Linked DNA regions of Gossypium hirsutum: region 2 is linked to region 1. Evidence: chromatin contacts called from public Hi-C data. All regions are on one chromosome and are shown on one strand. The core of a region is the stretch at or near the end of the contact, and the rest is flanking DNA. Distances in the headings are between cores, read along the strand shown.

What was found. A called contact is a pair of places that touch in the nucleus more often than the background predicts.
Region 2: a contact with region 1 is called in a Hi-C map of leaf, with 1.9 times the contacts expected there. The contact joins the promoter of LOC121204573 here to the promoter of LOC107947875 in region 1. A contact is called at or near these places in 7 of 34 Hi-C or Micro-C datasets (callus, leaf and petal).

Annotation. Positions count from the first base shown.
Region 1 is chrA08:92,851,813-92,857,625 of Gossypium_hirsutum_v2.1, reverse strand. LOC107947875 (NPL4-like protein 1) reads left to right here and starts at 1,876. Exons shown (of 2, transcript XM_016882384.2): 1 at 1,876-3,163; 2 at 4,501-5,006. The coding sequence starts at 2,180. The coding sequence ends at 4,755.
Region 2 is chrA08:93,103,904-93,109,678 of Gossypium_hirsutum_v2.1, reverse strand. LOC121204573 (probable indole-3-pyruvate monooxygenase YUCCA10) reads left to right here and starts at 3,691. Exons shown (of 4, transcript XM_041074651.1): 1 at 3,691-4,378; 2 at 4,701-4,934. The coding sequence starts at 3,767.

The DNA of each region.
Region 1 (5,813 bases), core at 627-3,126:
TAGAAATTTTGTTATTTTCTTTGACTTGACCCTTAGTGTTGAACGTTTGACTTAAGTCTATTTCGACGTTAATTTGTGTCAAGAATGAGCCTGTTGATTTAATGGTTAAGCTTCTGTATACTTTCTTGTTCCGTGTTCGAATCTCTGTGCATGCGTTAAGGAAATATTTTTATGCTACTTGGTAAAAGCCTATTAGTTTTTGTTGTTTTAAAAACCATGTTCTTTAACCTTTTTTCCTTTTTCTTATTTTGTTCTTTTCTTTTCTTCTTTCACCTTTATTTTCTTTTCTTTTTGCTTGCTCCCGTAAATTGTTACCAGGTTTAATTGGGAATTCTGCATTGTTCGTTGCATCGTTTGAAAGGTTGTTACATAATTTCTGTCATTATTCTATTTTGTTTTAGTGAAATTTCGTTGTTGTTCTTCAAAGTTAGAAATTATTTTTGTTTGTCTAAATTTCCATTAGTTGTGTGATTGGGGGGGTTTGTTAGGCAAAGGTCTTGGGAGAAATGTTCCTCTAGTAGTCTAAGTTCAAGTAATTGTTTTTGATTCGTTAGTAAGTGTTAGTTTTCTATGGGGGTTTGCATTGAAGCTTTTGACATGTTGGGTTGATTGTTGTTCTTATGTGAATTGTTTTGTTTAAGTTGTTGATTGATCCTCTGATTTTTGTTTTTAGGCTTTGGAATCACTCTTGTAATAAAAATAATTTTTTAAGATATTCAAATTTTGATAATATTTTGTGTATTATTAATTTTAGACATGTGTTATATACTAAATTACACATAATTATTGATACTTACGCTATATTATCATACTATAATCCATTGTAATTGTATTATTGATAATTAATAAAATGTAATCATTATACCAATTGTTGAATATATGTATTAATAAAGATAGTATTTTTCTATCTATATTATAAATATTTAAAATTTATTTGAAACTTTATATTCATGATAAATGCAACTATATTGATAAATTTAATGGCCAAATTGCTAAAATATTAATTGTCTGGAGAATTATATATATTAATGCTACTTTTGGTTACTAGTGTAATAACACGAAAAAAAGCTTATTTAACACATATGTTCTAAAGTAGTTAGACATAAAAGAAAGAATAATTATTACGAATTTAAACATGCAATTAGAAAGATGAGTAAAAACTCATTGTAGAAAATAAAACCTCTTTAAAATAAGTGAAAAGTTTTCTTTTTTGTTTGGCACAAACAAGTCATATGAGTGGCTAAAAATTATCAATTGTGATTAAATTTTTAGCTAACCAATAACTAAAATATGTGGATGCAATAATACTTCAACCAAACATAACATAATAGTTTTAGTAATAGTTATATATATATATTATGTAAATAGTATATCATCTATTATAGTTAGCTTTTAAAATTGATTTAACCGATCAGATTGAATCAATTCAAGCAAATCAATTAATAACTTTGATTTTGATTTTAGACCAATTAATAGTTGCTTTTTGATACAATGACCAATTAATAGTTAAATATATGTATTAATAGTTTTAATATATATTATTACATTAAGTAATACTATATCACATAGCATAATAGTAATACAAAATCTTTTAATTATTATATATTATATATTATTAATTATTTTTTTATTAATAAAATTTTAATATAAATATGTAATGCTTAGGATTATATTTTTATAAAATAAATAATTTTTATATAATTATATTAATTATTAATATTTATTATCGTCTTACAATTATAAATTCTAGCTTTTTCAAGTTTTGGTTCAAATTTATTTTAGGTTTGAGCGTTCAAATTTTTTTGAGTTTAAATGTATAATGGGCTTAAACTTTTTCGAGCTCAAATTATTAGGAGTTCATTGTTGAGTTGAGAACGTTGACGTTTTAGTGTTGCAACAGTAAATAATTTGTAGAGGTTGAAAGGAGGACTAAAAAGAAAGTTAATCCTGGAGTAAATATATCTCTTTCGTGTCCTAGTCGTGGTCTCCCACGGCAAGCGATCCAAGTACTTGTTAGCTTTTCCTCCAAGTTCCAACTCAACTCTGCCACTCCAAGAACTTGTTCTCTCCAACACTGACTCTTTTCTTCTCCATTATAAAAAGTAACTAAATCTTCCTAAAACTTTCAATTCTAATCAAGATTTCCAGCATTCATAAACGCCGCCGTCTCCACCCCAAGATGTTGCTCAGAATCCGCAGCCGAGACGGCCTGGAACGTGTCCAGGTCGGCGGTCCTCATGTTTCAATCTCCCAATTGAAAGCCTTAATCGAATCCCAATTCCAAATCCCCATTCATAACCAAACCCTTTCCACCGATCGCAATCTTCTCTTGGCTAAAACCCCCGCCGATCTTCTCCGTTTCACCGACATGTCCGACCCCTCCCGTCCCCTCTCCTCCTTGAACCTCTCCCACGGCTCCGTCGTTTTCCTCTACTACCAGGGTGAACGCACCGTCCGCGGCGGACCCCCCGTCTGTCCCGCCGGATCCTTCGGGCGTAAGATGACGATGGACGACCTCATCGCTAAGCAGACACGGATCACCCGCCAGGAATCGCCTCACTGCGATTCGGTTTCCTTCGACCGCGATTCCGCCAATGCTTTCCAGCGGTACGTCAACGAAACGCTGGTGTTCGCCGTGAAACGCGGCGGCTTTATGTACGGCACCGTCTCCGAAGAAGGTAGGGTGGAAGTCGATTTCATTTACGAGCCGCCTCAGCAAGGGATGGAAGATGATTTGATTCTCTTGAGGGATCCCGAAGAAGAGAAATTGGTTGATGCCATTGCTGCTGGTTTAGGTAGGAAGAGGGTAGGGTTTATTTTTACCCAGACGATAATGCAGGACAAAAAGGACTATAACTTTTCCAACAAGGAGGTTCTACAGGCGGCTGAGCTTCACGCTGAGAGTAGGCTGAAGGAGTGGGTGACTGTTGTGGTGAAGCTGGAAGCCACTGAAGATGGGGATGCCGATGTACATTTTGAAGCTTTCCAAATGAGTGATATGTGTGTTAAGTTATTTAAGGAAGGATGGTTCGTGACCGAGTTCGGGGAAGACGATGATCCAAAGCTTTCCAAGATGAAGAAAGAAGTCGTCGTAGGTGGGAAGGATGTTAAGGAGGTTGATAATGATTTCTTCTTGGTGGTGGTTAAGATTATCGACCATCAGGTGATAATTCTTTATTCATTAACTGATATTAACCAATTCATGTTGTTGAATTAGTTGCTTTTTATGGTTAATACTTGTGTTTATGATTAACCTATTGATCTCCAAGGTGTGAATGCTGCATGTGAAGTTTGCATTTTCACTATAATTTTAGCTGTTGAATTGCTTGCTCAATTTGTCATGGGTGCTAAGGGTTGTTAATGATTCAGCTAAGGCAAATAATGCTGGATGTAAGTAGTTTAAAAATGTGGCATAAAGGAATGTGAGTAGGGAGAGAGGAGCCACACATAACATTATCAAAACTAGCTTTTCTGCACATGGTTTGTGTATGTGAAGAAGGAAGTACCATATATAGTTAATGTAAAGCCACACTGATGTTATTTTTAAATGGCCTCTCGGAATTGAAGGGGCATGAGGGAGAAGTTTCAATGTAGTATTTTATTACATCTTTCTTTTATTTTAGTTCTTACCATATACATAAGAAAGATTGATTTTTGTATGTGATGGTGGTAGGGGTCTTCCCTTAAAATTATAGATTGTTTCAGCTCCTGCTGCCGGTTTGCCTTCACATTTAGGTTGGATTATATGAGTAATCAGTTATGGATTATATGATTAATCAGTTATTCTATCTAGATTCGACTATTCAAGTCTGGTTGACGTTAGAAACTCAGGTTAGATCTAAGGTTAGTGGAAAGTTGGAAGTTGTTTTTGACTTTGGTAATGGGGTAGTATTTTTGCAAAGTAGAACCAATAGGTTCAATATATCTAGTTTCTTTTATAATGTATGTTGTAGTTAGCCTCTATAGTTATAAGGTCGATGATATCCAATGAATTGACCTCCCACCTGCATTGCATTTGTTGGACGAAACCTTAACATTGTCTGAGACGCTATTGGATACTTGATTATCTGATAACCATGAATATAATGCTCAGCTCTTTTTGTCCTCTAGCCATTAAATTTCGTGTATTGCTGCTCTATAGTTAGTATTTAAGTTTGGAAGTAGACATGATTGTCTGGTCTTGATTGTTGTCAGTCTGAGATTGATGCCTTGCACCACACCGGGCAATCACTTTTGAAACAAGTGAAATCACCCTTGTTAGGCTTGTAACTATGTGCAGAGCTAATATTAGAGTATAAGGCTCCTGAAAAACATCATCGACTGTCATTTTCTGCTTGCAGACTTGTATGTGGCTTAACGAAGTCCACCTATGTTTGCTACTAGTCTTACAATAAATACAAGTGGTTGTTATTATGTTTTTATTTCTCAGGGTGGAGTTGGACCTGTGCTTTACTTGAGAACTTACTCTGAAATGCAAATGAATGGTTTCTTTCGATGCAGGGACCTCTTTCATCAACCTTTCCTATTGAGAACCGGAACAACCTCGTGACAATGAGGACACTGAAGAATCATTTAGATAGGACAAAGAGCCTTCCATTCGTGAAGCGTATCGCGGATTTCCATTTGCTGCTGTTTCTAGCCATGTCTCATGGCCTTGGTTCCGATGTTCCAGCACTAGCAGAGTGTGTTAGCACAGAGACAGCAGTACCAGAAGGTTACCAGCTCCTAATCGAGTCCATGGCCAACACATCCTGATTCACTCATTATGCTTGGTTGTTTATTGGAATGTACTGTATATTTATGATCATAACAACTTACTCTTTGCCATTGTTTACTAGCATCATTACCAATCTCAGTTATTCCTAGAAACTTAACGTTATGCTTTACATCAAAGCTGAAAATTGGTGAGCTGTCTCTGGTACGAAATTTATGATAAAAAAAAATGTTTTCAAGTGATTATTTTAATTGACAACTATATATAAAAGCGATACAGATTTTGCTAGTTATTTATATTTGAGGAGAATACATGCCACTGGTTTCTTTAATTTTTATGAAAAAAGTTTAATTTTCAGATTAGTCTATTTTGAATAAAAATATATATTAAATTTAATTTGAATTGATTGAGAGCTGGGATCATTATCTAAAAAATATTTTTATATTAATATTTTATGTACTTTATAATTAAATATGCATTAAAATATTTTTGATATATAATTAATTAATCTATTTAAAATAATAATAAATTTTCAAATTTGATTTAATATGGATGGAAATGAATAGCTTAAAATTTAAAGACTTTATTAAATAACACAATCTTTTTTTGCATTTTTTGAACTTTTTGTGTGTTTCATATTTTAAAAATGATTATTTAAAATGAATTTAAAAAAAATTATTTTTTCATAAGTTTACTAAAAATACAAAAAAAAGTTAATTTTTAAAATATATATTTTTAATATTTATGTACTTTTAATGAGTAAAAGATTAAATTGAAATAAAAAAGAATACAACGACTTATCATCTTAAAATCAAAGTATAAAAGAGTAGTAAGGAGCTTTAATATATTCAAACCTATATTTTTGTTTAAGTTTTAAAAGGATAAATGGATAAGTATATCTATGGTTTAGAAAGTAGTGTAAATTTTTGTTAATAATATTAAGGTGAGTATTTGATATAATAATAATGTATTATTTTTTATTTAAAAAACAATAGAAATAAATATTTTATTATTCACTTTATGAACCCAACCGACTGTATTTGTAAAACCTCCAGAAATAATTTTAATATTTGTATAAGAGGGAAGGGTCAGTATTTAT
Region 2 (5,775 bases), core at 2,442-4,941, 250 kb before region 1:
TTCCCGAGGTCTCGATCCTCGTTTTTTATTCTAATTATTCTAATATTTATTTTTAGTACACTATTCACTATTTCAAAATTTTTCCTAACTTCACATTTAACTTATACTCACTAAACTAATAATATTTCCTACTCATTTTTCGAATTTAGTGATCTCGAATCACTGTTTCGCCACCACTGAAAATTAGGCTGTTACATTGTATGTCAGCTGGAGGTATATGTAGCACACCACATGTCACTGTCTAGTTATTCCATCAACCACACCAATTTTTAATAATACAAATAGATAAAATTTTTAATAATTTTCTCTTTATTCTAACATACAAAGACTAATTTGCCCATTTTTTGAGTAGATGGGACAAAATAAAATATTACTTCTAGTACAAGATCTCCATGGTACTTTTATTGCATAATTATAGTTATTAGTATATTTGAATTAACAATTCAATATACAAATAGATTGATAATGAAAATATATGAAAATTTAAACCAAAATAAATTTAGACGATTTGGTGAGACTTAGATTAGAATAAATATGAAATAACTCGCACATAAAATTCACTTGAGATCTTAAAATTTCGATGAGTCAACATTCTTAAAATAAGTCAAAGTCGCATAGGCAAAAATCTAAATATTTTAAATGAAAAGATAATATTTAAGTGTTATTTGAAATAAAGTAGTAAATATAAGTTATAAAATTTATTTGGTATCTCACTTAAAATTAAGTATGAAGTTGATTTAGTTTGTTAAATATAAAATTTAAAGTATGAAAAATTTTCTTTTACATTTTGCCTTTATTCTTTTAAAATCTTTTATGTTATTTTAAACAATGTGAATTTTTAAATATAAAGATAATATAACATTATTTGATGATTTTGTTTTTTATTTATTTATTAAGAAAACCTTTATGTAGTTTAATCACATAGTGAAACATGGCATAAAATACTGTTGATTGTCAATTAACTTTTAATTGAGTATTATTTATTTCTAAAATTTATATATTTTGAATTATTTATGTTTCTAAAATGTATATATTATAAAAAATAATATTTTATAAATTTGAAATTTCTAAACTTTTATTTCGAAGATTTGTTGAATTTTTTAATATATATTTTAATTTTTCGGTATAGTTTTGTTAAATTTATGTTCTTAAATTTGAATTTGAATTTTTATACATTTATAAATATTTTTTCTAAATAAATATAAATTTTAAAATTTTTATTTTTATTTTGAAATAAATGCGATTTTTATTGTGATGTGAAAACTTTTAACCGAAGATGATAATTTAAATATCACTTCAATCCCAAAGAAAAAAAAAGCAAAATAAAATTCGAAAAAGGTATAATTTAAATATTAATTCATCATTTAAACCTTTTAAAAAAATAAAAATAAAAGCATCGATAACAACAGCATAAAATAATCTGCCGTGTGTGGCATAGACGTCCCTAAAAAGTTGTATGGTTGGAAAAGCAACTGCAAATATCTTCAAATGTTTTATAATTTTAAGGTTAAATCCAAGAATTTATATCTAAATTATCCCTCTACGGAATATTTATATAAAAATTAAATATATTTTTAGTTGAAATAATAAAATTGAAGAAATCAAAGTCGAATTCAAATTTTATTATATGCATGTACCTTTTAGATTTTATATAAAAAATAAAAATATCTTTAAAAATAATATTTATTTCAGATAAAAATATTTTTAAATATTATTTGTTGTTTGGTATAAATAATAACTTTTTAGTAGAGTAATTATTCTGTCTAATATTAATAGAGTAAAAAATTCAACAAGTATATATAAACTAATGCCAAGCGTTTTTTTTAATTATTATTTTATTATACTCTACAAACAAATGACATCAATTTAGATAGATTTTTTTTTACTCCAGCAACAATATATAAAATAATTATATTTTTAAATAAATTTGGGATTAATTCATCATAGAAATTAAGTAAAATTTTTAAATAATAATAGTATGAGTAGATGTTTTTTTTCTTATTTGAATACAAAATTTATATTTTTACGACATTAAAATCGAAAATTATGATTTATTGTAATAACTATCACACCATATTCACTTATAATTAATTTTTTATATAAAATTTTAAAAAAAAATCTAATCTATGAGATTCATACAACAATGTCCTAGGTGTAACTAAAATAGATATTATATATAATAGCTTAAAATATGCTTTTAAGTACTTATTTTTTTTTGTATATTTGAAATTTAATTTTTTTATATTTTAAATTTTAAGTTTAATTGTTAATTCTATTTAAATTTTCTAATAAGTTCACTAATATGATATTTTAAAATAAAAAATATATTCACCAAAAAATCATTTATAACATTACATATTAGACAACAATTCATGCGTAATTTTGAATTTTATCCCTTTTATTAATGGTAACTAATTTTATGAATGAAACTTTAATTTAATAGTAGGGTTAAGATGTTTAGAATTTTGAAATCCCAAATTAAGATCCACTCTTTGTGTAAAACACATATAAATTTTTTTTAAAAATTTATTATAATTTAAATATTATCATGTGTGAGTTATATTTTAATTTTAAATTTATTCTTACTTGATAAGAATTTAATCTTAAATATAATTAATGGAATAATTATAATTTTTTAGGTTTGTAATTTATCCTCAAATTGGGGAAGGTGTCGGTGCCAAACTAATCTATGTGTACACCTAATATTCGTATATTTTGTTTAATTGGTACCAAATTTTGTATTTAATGAATAAAATTTATTTTATTTTGATGTTATTAATATTGGTTTTACAAGAAGATAGTATAATCCAAATGAAAGTGTGTATATCCTAAGAGCATAGGTAAATAAGTTTCCTAATTTAAAAGCACCGCAAGTCAAATCTCAAGTCACTACGTGTAATCACTGCAAATTAACAACACATCTTTATGAGTAATTAAAAATATATATCATTTCCATCATTTTATATTTTTATATCAACTTTTGAAAAATACTTACAAATTATAATATCTTCATTACATCAACTTTTATTATTATAGCTAAAGCCATATTAATCTTTCTTGTAAATTTATAATATAAATTTTTAATTTAATATTCTTAAAATACTCTTAATTAAATTAATGTCATGAGTTAATCAATATCAATTTATAGTTAAAAAAAGCTTAAAACATATTTTTATATAAAGATTTTTATCTTTTTATATAAAATCTTTAAATGAACACGTATTAGAATAACTAAAATCATTAAACCCATTTGTCCAATAACAATTTTATAAATCTTTAAGAAACAATTTTATAAAAGGTAAATTTTACTAATTTTCACTTAATTTGTTTGTCACATAACTATAAAAAGTTACAAAATAGTTATCGAATTTTTTAAATTTATTTTTTTTGGTCACCCAAATTACTCTGTGTAAAAATTAAGAGTTAAGTTTTTTAAAATAAACGCTAAATTACTACAAAATATAAATATTAATGATTAAAATTATTATGTCAATTTTAAAAACTGCCACTATTAATCAGTGATAAAATAATCTTAAAAAATTATCATATACTTCTATTTTTTAAATAGTTTACTATTATCTTTAACCACATTTATCAACCCTTGATCTTCAATCTAAAATCTCCAACCGTAACAAATAATTTCTCAATAAACAATGTGGTACTATAATAGTATAAATATCTGCCCACAGCTGTGTTTCCATCCCCAAGGCAGCGACCCATTCTGCTTGATATCGCGCTACTACATAGCCGGTCATTATCGTCGGGGATGCAAAAAGAACAGGTCATTATCGTCGGAGCGGGCCCTTCGGGGCTGGCCATGGCGGCTTGCCTTAACCACCACTCAATCCCATACATAATCCTTGAAAGAGAAGACTGTATCGCTTCTCTGTGGAAGAAATACGCCTACGACCGTCTCCACCTTCACTTAGACAAGCAATTCTGCGTGCTCCCTCACATGCCCTTCCCCGACTCTTACCCACGTTTCGTCTCCAGACAACAGTTCGTAAGCTACTTAGACGACTACGTTTCTCGTTTTAAGATCAGCCCTTTGTACCGTCGGACCGTCGAGTCAGCAGAGTTCGACGGAGAGACCGGGAAATGGATTGTTAAGGCCAGGAACTTGGGTTCTGGCGAGGTGGAGGAGTTGGAAGGGAGGTTCTTGGTGGTGGCTAGCGGTGAAACGAGCGACCCTTTTACGCCGGTGATTGAAGGGCTTAATACTTTCCCCGGCGATGTTCTTCATTCGACGCGGTTCAGAAATGGGAAGGCGTTTCAAAACCAGAAGGTTTTGGTTGTGGGGTCGGGGAATTCGGGCATGGAGATCGCTTTTGACCTTGCCAATCATGGTGCCCAAACTTCTTTAGTTGTTCGAAGCCCGGTAATTAACAAGTTGAACTTTGGTTCCATAGTCCTCGAATTTCACATAATTTATAATTTTATTAATTATTCTAATAAATTAATAGGATTATTTTTTTCAAATAATGTTGATATAAATCTTTTTGTGATGGAAGTTGTATCTTCAACTTGCTAATGATTTTATTAAAACTAAAATATTAAATAATGTGAAGGGGTCAACTAATGACTTGCCTTGATATCAAATCATTACCAAGGACTAAAACCATATTTAACTTGTAGTTGTTTGTAATGGTTGAAGTGATGAAACCGGTTAAATTACTTGCAATGGTTGATATGTTTTGCAGGTTCACGTTCTTTCAAGGGATATGATTTACTTGGGGTTAATTTTGGTGAAGTATATACGGGTAAACTTGGTGGACTCGTTAATGGTGATGCTTAGCAAGCTTGTTTATGGGGACTTGTCCAAGTACGGAATCTACAGGCCCAAGGAAGGTCCATTTTTCATGAAAGCTGCCTATGGAAAATACCCTATTACTGATATTGGTACATGTAAGAAGATCAAGTCCCAGGAGATTCGGGTAATATTATTGTCATTTTCTCTACCAATTACTATGTTACAACTTCCATTAAAAAAAATGAATTTTTAATTATTGTTGTACATATGGTCAAATCAATCGAACTGAAAATTGATAATATAACCGATTGATTGGTATTCTTGAAGGAAAAAAGGAAATGAGGGTACGAGGGTTTGTAACAATAACGTGAACAAAAAAAGTTGGTGATGTCATTTGCAATTAACAAAGGCCTTTCTTAATTTCCTTAAAACCTAAGAATCTCTGTTACATTTTCAACTCTCTTTTACCCTTTATTTATTCACTGCTTTGGTCAATCATAACCGATTGTGACATGAGTTTTATATTATTTTTTGTCCCCATCTCAATTTTAAAAAATACAAATTAATTATCCTAAAAACTTCTAAAAGATTGTATAAAATTATAATTCTATGTTATCTCTATTCTTTTTTAATAGAAAATAACAAATCAAAATTTTTTTTTGATTTTTAATATTTTTTTGTTAGATTTGAATTTTTTTAAGGAGAAAAAAAAGCTAAAAATTAAGAGGAAAAATTTGATTTATCATTCTCCTATTGAAAATGGATAAATATAACGTGGAATTACAGTTTCATACAATCATTTCTCCCAAAAGTTGCATTTTTTTATATTATAATATATTTTTTTTATGTTGATTGAGCCTTAACTCAATTGATATTGACATCGTCACTAGTATAAGAGAACATGACTTGAGAGGACTTATGGGTAGTTTTAATCATTGTATAAAAATAATATTATATTTTATAAAATCTTTTAAAAGCTAAAAATTCTAATTAAAAATATTAAAATAATTATAAAAATAAAAGAG